3 separate regions of the Mus musculus genome follow, and regions 1 and 3 are each linked to region 2. Evidence: chromatin contacts called from public HiChIP or PLAC-seq and promoter capture Hi-C data. All regions are on one chromosome and are shown on one strand. Each heading gives the region's core, a stretch centred on a gene start, on an enhancer-like site or on the middle of the called end of the contact. The rest is flanking DNA. Distances are from core to core; before and after follow the strand shown. Region 1 has its middle 31 kb from the start of Ccr2. Region 2 holds the start of Ccr3 (chemokine (C-C motif) receptor 3). Region 3 holds the start of Ccr1 (chemokine (C-C motif) receptor 1).

Evidence for each region. HiChIP or PLAC-seq counts read pairs in DNA pulled down with a chosen protein or histone mark. Capture Hi-C pulls out chosen DNA fragments and counts their contacts.
Region 1: an H3K27ac HiChIP or PLAC-seq map of microglia shows a contact between it and region 2, with 9 times the contacts expected there. The contact joins the enhancer-like site here to the promoter of Ccr3 in region 2. A contact is called at or near these places in 1 of 39 promoter capture datasets (macrophages), 2 of 15 datasets of contacts at CTCF or cohesin (CD8 T cells and pro-B cells), 7 of 484 Hi-C or Micro-C datasets (CD4 T cells, CD8 T cells, Th1 cells and 3 more), 6 of 115 datasets of contacts at active chromatin or transcription factors (CD8 T cells, the HPC-7 cell line, embryonic stem cells and 3 more) and 5 of 9 other capture datasets (adipose tissue, bone marrow-derived macrophages, embryonic stem cells and 2 more).
Region 3: a contact with region 2 is called in a promoter capture Hi-C map of liver, with 2.1 times the contacts expected there. The contact joins the promoter of Ccr1 here to the promoter of Ccr3 in region 2. A contact is called at or near these places in 12 of 39 promoter capture datasets (the C10 cell line, the HPC-7 cell line, HPC-7-derived erythroid cells and 10 more), 1 of 15 datasets of contacts at CTCF or cohesin (CD8 T cells), 9 of 484 Hi-C or Micro-C datasets (CD4 T cells, the G1E-ER4 cell line, embryonic stem cells and 2 more), 4 of 115 datasets of contacts at active chromatin or transcription factors (CD8 T cells, the HPC-7 cell line, embryonic stem cells and 1 more) and 5 of 9 other capture datasets (adipose tissue, embryonic stem cells, liver and 2 more).

Annotation. Positions count from the first base shown.
Region 1 is chr9:124,070,290-124,072,989 of GRCm38.p6, reverse strand. No RefSeq gene overlaps it. Among named protein-coding and RNA genes, the nearest start is that of Ccr2, 31 kb to the left of the region's middle. Within about 2 kb of position 1,284, at least 17 of the 459 cell types and tissues checked have an H3K27ac peak or open chromatin away from gene starts, as enhancers often do. A contact at or near this core is called in the HPC-7 cell line, bone marrow-derived macrophages and microglia, where this site is marked.
Region 2 is chr9:124,020,600-124,023,299 of GRCm38.p6, reverse strand. It overlaps Ccr3 (chemokine (C-C motif) receptor 3), which reads right to left and starts at 1,329. Exons shown (of 2, transcript NM_009914.4): 1 at 1,128-1,329.
Region 3 is chr9:123,967,348-123,970,047 of GRCm38.p6, reverse strand. Ccr1 (chemokine (C-C motif) receptor 1) reads left to right here and starts at 1,356. Exons shown (of 2, transcript NM_009912.4): 1 at 1,356-1,753.

The sequences.
Region 1 (2,700 bases), core at 35-2,534, 50 kb before region 2:
AAGAGAGAATTACAAAAAAACACAAAATAAAATATCCCCTGTTACTTATTTTCTTAAGGAAATGCAAATAAAAATCACATTAAGATACTTCAGATAGTGGTAGATATGTGGAAAATCTAGAACCCATATTTAGCATTGGTGGGAATTCAAATGCTAAAGAGAACTTACAAAGGTTTCCCAAACAGAATTATGTTTTAACCTTCTTGATCAATGAATTGAAAGCAGTACTCAATCAGATGTCTGTATATATGAACTGATAACCATTTTTAACAATAGTCAAAATGTGGAAGAAATCCAGACAGTCATCAATGGATAGATGAGAAAATAAAATATACTTTTATAGATAGTCCTCAGCATGAAATGGATGGAGTTGTTATTTTTCACCTTATAATGTGGTGGATATAATATGGATTCAGTAAAAGTCGTACTTGAAATCCACATTCTGATAATTTCCTAAGCTAGTGACATATGGCATGCTCTCTTATGCAATGGTGGGGAGTCAGACCTTCCTGTCAACCACAGGATTACAATGGGAAGCAACTATGATTCCAAGATATAAGTTTCAGTGGGATAAATGTAATCAATATGAGACTTTCAACTTAAAGCATGTTTGCATATAGCCCAACATATGTCAAGTAGCATCTGTATACACAGGGGAAGACTTGCCAGCCTTTGAAGGGAAAGTTATTCAGACACATGTTATCACATGAACCAGCCTTGAAGACATCAGCTTGCATGAGGTAATGTCACAAAGGTGCAAATATTCTGTAACTGCATTCATATCAAATACTTGGAGCAATCAAATTCATAAAGGCAGAAAGTAGAATGGTGGTTGTCAGGAGGATGAGGACAGAGCATCAGTTTTTTTTTTTAATTAGGACAGAGTTTCAGTTTTAAATATTCAGAGTTCTGGAGATAAATGGTGGAATGGTAATAAATGTACTTTAAACATCACAGAATTGTTCGCTTTAAAATGATTAAAACTGTAAAATTTATATCGTGTGTATTTTACCACAATAAGTTGTTATACCAGATTTCACTGCTTCATGGGGGTATAAAGCTGAAAGATCTCTTTCTAGCTAGATGTTTCAATCCACTTATAGTTGGAAAAGCAGAAATACAGAGAAATGTCATATTTTAGTTGAGGTGAGGTTTATAATAATTAGCAGAGGAGTCCACACACACACACACACACACACACACACACACACACACACAACCCTCAAGAGTAAACAGCAGTGGTGAGTAGCTGAGCATAGCAGATTTCAGCTTCACTTCCCTTCCTTCTCTGAGTCAACTGTTGCAAAGTCAGGTCTTTTCCTGGATGCACATACATTTTGGTGAGGTCAAGAGGGGGTGCAGAGTTTTAAGGCTGGGGTTGTTACAACCAATGCTTCTCAATCTTCATCTGGGTAAGGATTCCGCAGACATCTTGAAAAACTAACTCTGCTGCACTGGAAGGAACCTGAGACAAATTTCAAATTGATTTTTAAAATTTATTCATTCATTTTGCAGTGCCAGGGATCAAACCCGTACATAGCAGACAAATTATCTACCACTGAGTTGTATCTCCAGCCTAGGATTTGCAAATTTTAGTGAGCTCTTGGCTAATGCTAGAACTCCTGGCTTTTGGGACAACACTGAGTTTTTGCAGGACCAACTTGTCTTCTCAGAGAATAGAAGCTGTTTCCTGAAAGTAGCTTTGTCTTATTTATAGCAATATACTTAGAAATTTTTTTCATGATGGAATGATATGAACAAGGCTGAGCTCTACACCAAAAGGTACTTTAATTTGGGTGGATATAAAAATCATGTGAAGAATAAAGAGGCTTTATCACTTTCAGAGTATAAATCTGTAGTTATCTATTGTAGTCAGTCCATCAGGAACAGATAAATTTTGAAGAGACACTTGTACCCTTTATTTGGCTGTCAGACTATTAAAATAACAGACTCCAAAAAGAAAACTCCATGCAATTCCTCCAGCAAGTTTATTCTGGGAAAGAGAAAACCTAAAATCTGGTGCCAGTCAGAGGAGGCACTTGCCTACCAGAAAAGAGATTACACATACTGCTGACCACTTTTCAGACCACCTTGCAGGAGAGAATGAAGGTCAGCCCTGTGAGCAAGACCAAACTGGGACTACTTACATATGACTATACCTCTAAACTTTAATGTTACTTTAGGACCTTAAAGTAACAGATTTCGCTAGAGGTCACTGGATCTCTTTGTCCTGCTTCCCAGTATAGCCAATAGAATATATATTTTTGTAGTTTTAAATTTAATTCATTTTTTGCTATTAATTTGGTTGTTATGATTGTTGTATTGAAGATTGGAGGCCTATGTGGCTTCTTGGAACACAGACTGTGACCTCAAATTTAGTACCACCGTGGCTCTGATCCATATTAAGGTCTAAGAACCACTGCACAAATTGGATAATATTAGATGCCTCAGGAACTAGGCAGTAGCCTTCAAGAATGTAGTAAAGCTCTTCATCCACTGTGAAAAGCAGTGAGGCTGATTTTTCTCCATCCAATTAGCAAACAGGGCTATGTGTGATCTGTGGTTTGAACACTCGTGATATAGGTGCACAATGCTAAGTCAACCATGGATTCTTGTCAAGTAAAACTCAAGGCTTTGTTCAAGAAATAATAAAGGGATAATTGAAACAAATTACCTGGAGATCACACTCTTACAGAAATA
Region 2 (2,700 bases), core at 80-2,579:
ATTTATTATGAGCATATTTGCTTCTTTCCTGTTGAGTCATAGAGTACTCTCATTTCTTATTCCAGGAGAAATGACTCAGTGACTAGCTTCAGTGTAATATTACCATCTTTTGAATGGAGTGAGAGGATCCTCTAGCCCAGTGTTTTCCAGCCTTCCTAATGCTGTAACCCTTTAATACTGCTCCTCATGTTGTGATGACCCCTAAACATAAAATTATTTCCTTGCTATCTCATAACTGTAGTTTTCCTACTGTTTTTAATTGTAATATAAATATCTAGTATACAAGATAGCTGATATGCCACCTACAAAGGGTTGTAACCCACAGGTTGAAAACAGGTTTGGGCTAGAGTCCAACCTACTAGTAACTGAAGACTACCACCCTCTCTCAAATCACTCACCAAAACCATTTTACTTCTAACCCCAGCCAAACTAGAGTCTTTCAAAACACTAAATGGATTTTTTTTTTGTCTCTACCCTCTAACAGAGATAGATCTACCAAAGGCAGCCAGCCAACCTAATCCAGACAGAGACACCACGGCAATCATCAACCAATCCATCTAATAGTTTTAGAGTTGATTTCCAAAAACTTTAATTATGCATTTAAATATGTAATTACTTAGTATACACATGAATACATAAATATATTTTCATTCTAATATACATACACACAAGAGATTACATTTTCATGATGATCTTACAAGTCAGTATCAATAAACGCTAACTACTAATGTAACACTTTTGGAATGATGCTATTCTTCATAATTTATGAATTATAAGAAGTACAGGATGGTAACAGATAATGTAGCTTGAGTAGTTATAAAGTTCATGTTGTATCATAGTATAGATGGGAAAATAGAAGGATAGGAATAAGGAAAGCAAGAAGAAAATGGAAATACATTGCAAAATCTTTTCTAAGTCTACCTTATGTTATCTTTAAATACTATACACCACCTCTCTATTGGAATCAAGAGGGCTCTGGGAGGTATTTCTTTCACCTACATAGACTAATATATCCATTTTTTCCTTTCCTAGAGTTCTGAAAGCCTATCTGGAAATATCGTCTAAGAAACATCTCTTGAATTTAAATATGTCCTTGTCCAAAAGAGAATAAAAAGAAGAAACGGTACCTGGTGAATTTTGCTAAGTCCTTTATGAGTCCAGTAGTAACTTAAGTTTCACTGCTAATGAAACAGAGATAACACTTGATCATATACACCAGTCAGGTAGTAAACATCATAGCTTCCTGTTTTAAAAAGGCTAGCTTCTCAGGTTTTGCAAGTTTTCAGAGAGATACCAACTTGTTACAGTTCTTCCGTTTTGTTATTTACTGCACATACTTGGCTCTCTGTTGAGTTATCTATGGATGGATACTGCTGACACTCAGAAACTATCTTGCAGGCTCTTCACCCATTTGACACTGCTCATTTTTTTATGTATGATATGGCTAACAACTTCCCAATAATCATTGACTCATGGACAGACTGTGGAAAAACAATGTGGGAATTTCCTCTTAAGGAAAGGATGAGACAGCAAATTTGCTGGGAGCAACTGAAGATTATGAGGACAAGCAAGTAAAGGTTTTGATAATTCACAAAGACATGTGTTTGCATTTCCACTGTGGTTCTATAGCTGCATGATCTCAGGGTAACCACTGAGCCAGCCTTGCTGGACACCTAGTTTTCTCCTCTATAATTGTAACAGATATTTATTTCCTACAGTTGTCATGAAGTCAATTAAGATAAACCAAGGAAGTTTCTATGTAAAGTACAGATCTCAACCAATGTAAAGTGTAGGTTGAATTGTACCGTGACATAGCATCCCAAGGCTAGGAACATATCTTGCCTATGTGCTGATATCCCCATGAACCTAGTGTGATAATGGACACTAGACGCATTTAACTAATGTTGACGGGAATAGTGACAAATATATGGTATAATCTCTGATATTCTTTCTAATTGTACAGGTCAATGAATTTACCAAGTTCTTGTTAGCTATTCAGAAGGGGACAGGAGAAAATGAATAGAGAAGAAAGAGTAGAAATAGGAGAAGAACTTAATTCTTTTTTTTCCTTTTCCATTTTTTATTAGGTATTTAGCTCATTTACATTTCCAATGCTATACCAAAAGTCCCCCATACCCACCCACCCCCACTCCCCTACCCACCCACTCCCACTTTTTGGCCCTGGCGTTCCCCTGTACTGGGGCATATAAAGTTTGTGTGTCCAATGGGCCTCTCTTTCCAGTGATGGCCGACTAGGCCATCTTTTGATACATATGCAGCTAGAGTCAAGAGCTCCGGGGTACTGGTTAGTTCATAATGTTGTTCCACCTATAGGGTTGCAGATCCCTTTAGCTCCTTGGATACTTTCTCTAGCTCCTCCATTGGGAGCCCTGTGATCCATCCATTAGCTGACTGTGAGCATCCACTTCTGTGTTTGCTAGGCCCCGGCATAGTCTCACAAGAGACAGCTACATCTGGGTCCTTTCGATAAAATCTTGCTAGTGTATGCAATGGTGTCAGCGTTTGGATGCTGATTATGGGGTGGATCTCTGGATATGGAAGTCTCTACATGGTCCATCCTTTCATCTCAGCTCCAAACTTTGTCTCTGTAACTCCTTCCAAGGGTGTTTTGTTCCCACTTCTAAGGAGGGGAATAGTGTCCACACTTCAGTCTTACCATAAGGGATCTATTAAGTTGTT
Region 3 (2,700 bases), core at 107-2,606, 53 kb after region 2:
TCCTTCTGTCTGAAATTTTCATTTTTAATGGCTGATTTGTACAATATTCTATTGTGTAAATTTATCACATTTCCTTATCCATTTATTTGTTGATGAACATCTAAGTTGTTTCTATTTCTGACTATTATGAATAGAGCAGTAATGAACATGGTTGAGCAAGTGTCTCTATAATATGATGAAGAGTTCTTTAGATATATGCCCGAGAGTGGAATAGTTGAATCTTGAGATAGACTGATTCCCAGCTTCCTGAGAAACCACCACACTGATTTTCACTGTGGTTGTACAAGTTTTTGCCCTTCCACCAGCAATGGATGAGAGTTCCCCTTACTCACATACTCAGCAGCATGTTGTTCTTAGTACCTGTGCTATCACCTTCTGTTCAGAAAGTTTTTTCCTGTGCCAGTGAGTTCAACCTATTTCCCACATTTCTATCACAGTGTATCTGGCCTGATGTTGAGGTCTTAGAAATATTTGAAGTTGAGTTTTATACAGGGTGATAAGTATGGATCTATTTGCAGTTTTCTACATGCAGTCATTCAGTTTGACTAGAATCATTTGTTGAAGATGCTGTCTTTTTCCCAATATGTATTTCTGGCTTCTTTTTTATTGAGCCAGACCCTCTGATATTCTTCATATTCTCTTCTACCTCATGCACCTGCCATTAGCCAAAGTGGACAGTATTAGACCCAAGACTCAAAGAGGTGTAGAAAGGTGTTGGGCTCTGCACTCATGTGACCATGTCTGGCCAGTGCATACATAAACCAAAAGTATCAAGAAGGAAAGGGGAATCTACAGCCATATTACCCTGAAAATAGTCGATGGGGTTTTTTTGTATGATTTCTTTATTTGTTTTTTGTTGTTGTTGTTCTTCTTCTTGTTTTTGAGACAAGGGTTACTATGTAGTCCTGACTGTCCTGGAACTCACTAGGAAGACCAGGCTGTCCTGGAGCTCACAGAAATCCTCCTGCCTCTGCCTGTTTAATGCTGATTATTAAAAGCATACACACCATTCATATCAGAAAAACAAGGGAAAACAGCCTGTATTGTGCTCTCTCGTGCCAGATATCATGAGAGAAAAACATTCCTTGAGGGTTGGTGGGGAAAGGATTTGGGAGCAGAAGAAAGGTATGTGGAGCAGTTAGAGTACAAATAGAAATAACTTAGATATAGATCTCCAAAGAGAGGGGATGCCTCTGGAGGTCCTCATTCATTAGCCAGATGATTTTGAGGAACAGGATATGAGTTCTGGTTTAGACCTTTCCATTTGCAATCTTTAGAAGGGGGAGGCTCCTCACTGACCACAAGAACTCTATGACTAGCCCTACATTTACACGCCCACACACATCAATTGCTCCATGAGTCCTAGGAACAGCTCATTGTCACACACAGAGTTCAACTCAACTCCATCCAACCCCTCCCTACACAATTCTTGTAGGGCAGAGCTACCTCTGAGAAGACTGGAACTTTACTGGAACTGGAGCAGAGAGGAAAGACAGAACACTTTAGTGAACTTGGACCCCAGGAATTGGCCACTGGTGAGCACTGTAGTGCTTCATAGGCAGCCAACCATAAAAAAGAAGAACTTTACACCATTCTTGTCATTCTGAAAGACTATAAAACCAGAGTCTAATCTCCATCATCATACAGGAAGCCAAGAACTTCCTACTAGGTTGGGACCTTGAACCTTGAATTCATAAAGATCCTCAAAGGCCCAGAAACAAAGTCTGTGTGGACAAAATACTCTGGAAACACAGTAAGTGATGTTTGTCATTTCTATGCCGCCAGGTACTGTGAAAGGCAATCTTAAGTTATGAGTGCAGTTCTGGGATCTTCAACATTGGATAATGCTTTGAGAACCAGATGGAGCCTATGTAGCCCATTGTTGCATCTGTAAAGCAGTTAATACTTGGGAAATGATGACAATGCTGGACGTATTATTAAGGCTGGATGCTCAGTGATATTGAGGAATTTGTTATCGATGATTAATTAAGAGAGTAAACCAGCATAAAGAGACAAGAAATGCCTTCGTGGAAAGTTATTTTTATAGTTGTCTTTATGAAACTTCGCCAAATAGCAACAAAATGCAACATATAAAGAAATGGTAACAAGAGACTATATGTTAGTAAGAAAAATCATTGCAAATGCAAGAGTGACAAAATTCTGAACCAATTTCTTAAGAGTAAAACTAAAATTACAAAAATGGGACTACTGTCTTGGAGAAGGAGAAAATTCACCCTCAAGAAGTAGCAAGTAGATGGAATTTTAGACTGCAATTGTTGTATTCTAACATGGTGTATGTTGGTTTTATGATGAAAAGAGATGTGTAGGACTGACACTAACAAATACCTATTTTGCTTTAATTTCATGAGTTGGAGAGAGAAGGGACAACTATAAATTTTCAAAGAACAAGAAACCCTTAGATTTTCATAGACAGTTTGCCTCTGTACAACAAATAGCAAGAAGCTCTAGGATACTGAAGGAATTATGTAGCAATGGCCTTGCATTAGGATGCATGAGAGACAGGACTGGGTTATTCAGTGAGGAAGGCCTAAGTAGTAAAATGCTAGAAAGTGAACAATACTGGCCTCTCCCTAAAAACGAAAACCATGGTTGGTACTATTTGTTGATATCTATGGTAGAAACTTGCAAGTTGACATGTGTGCAGAGTGAACAGATGCACACAACTGACTCTTTGAGCCA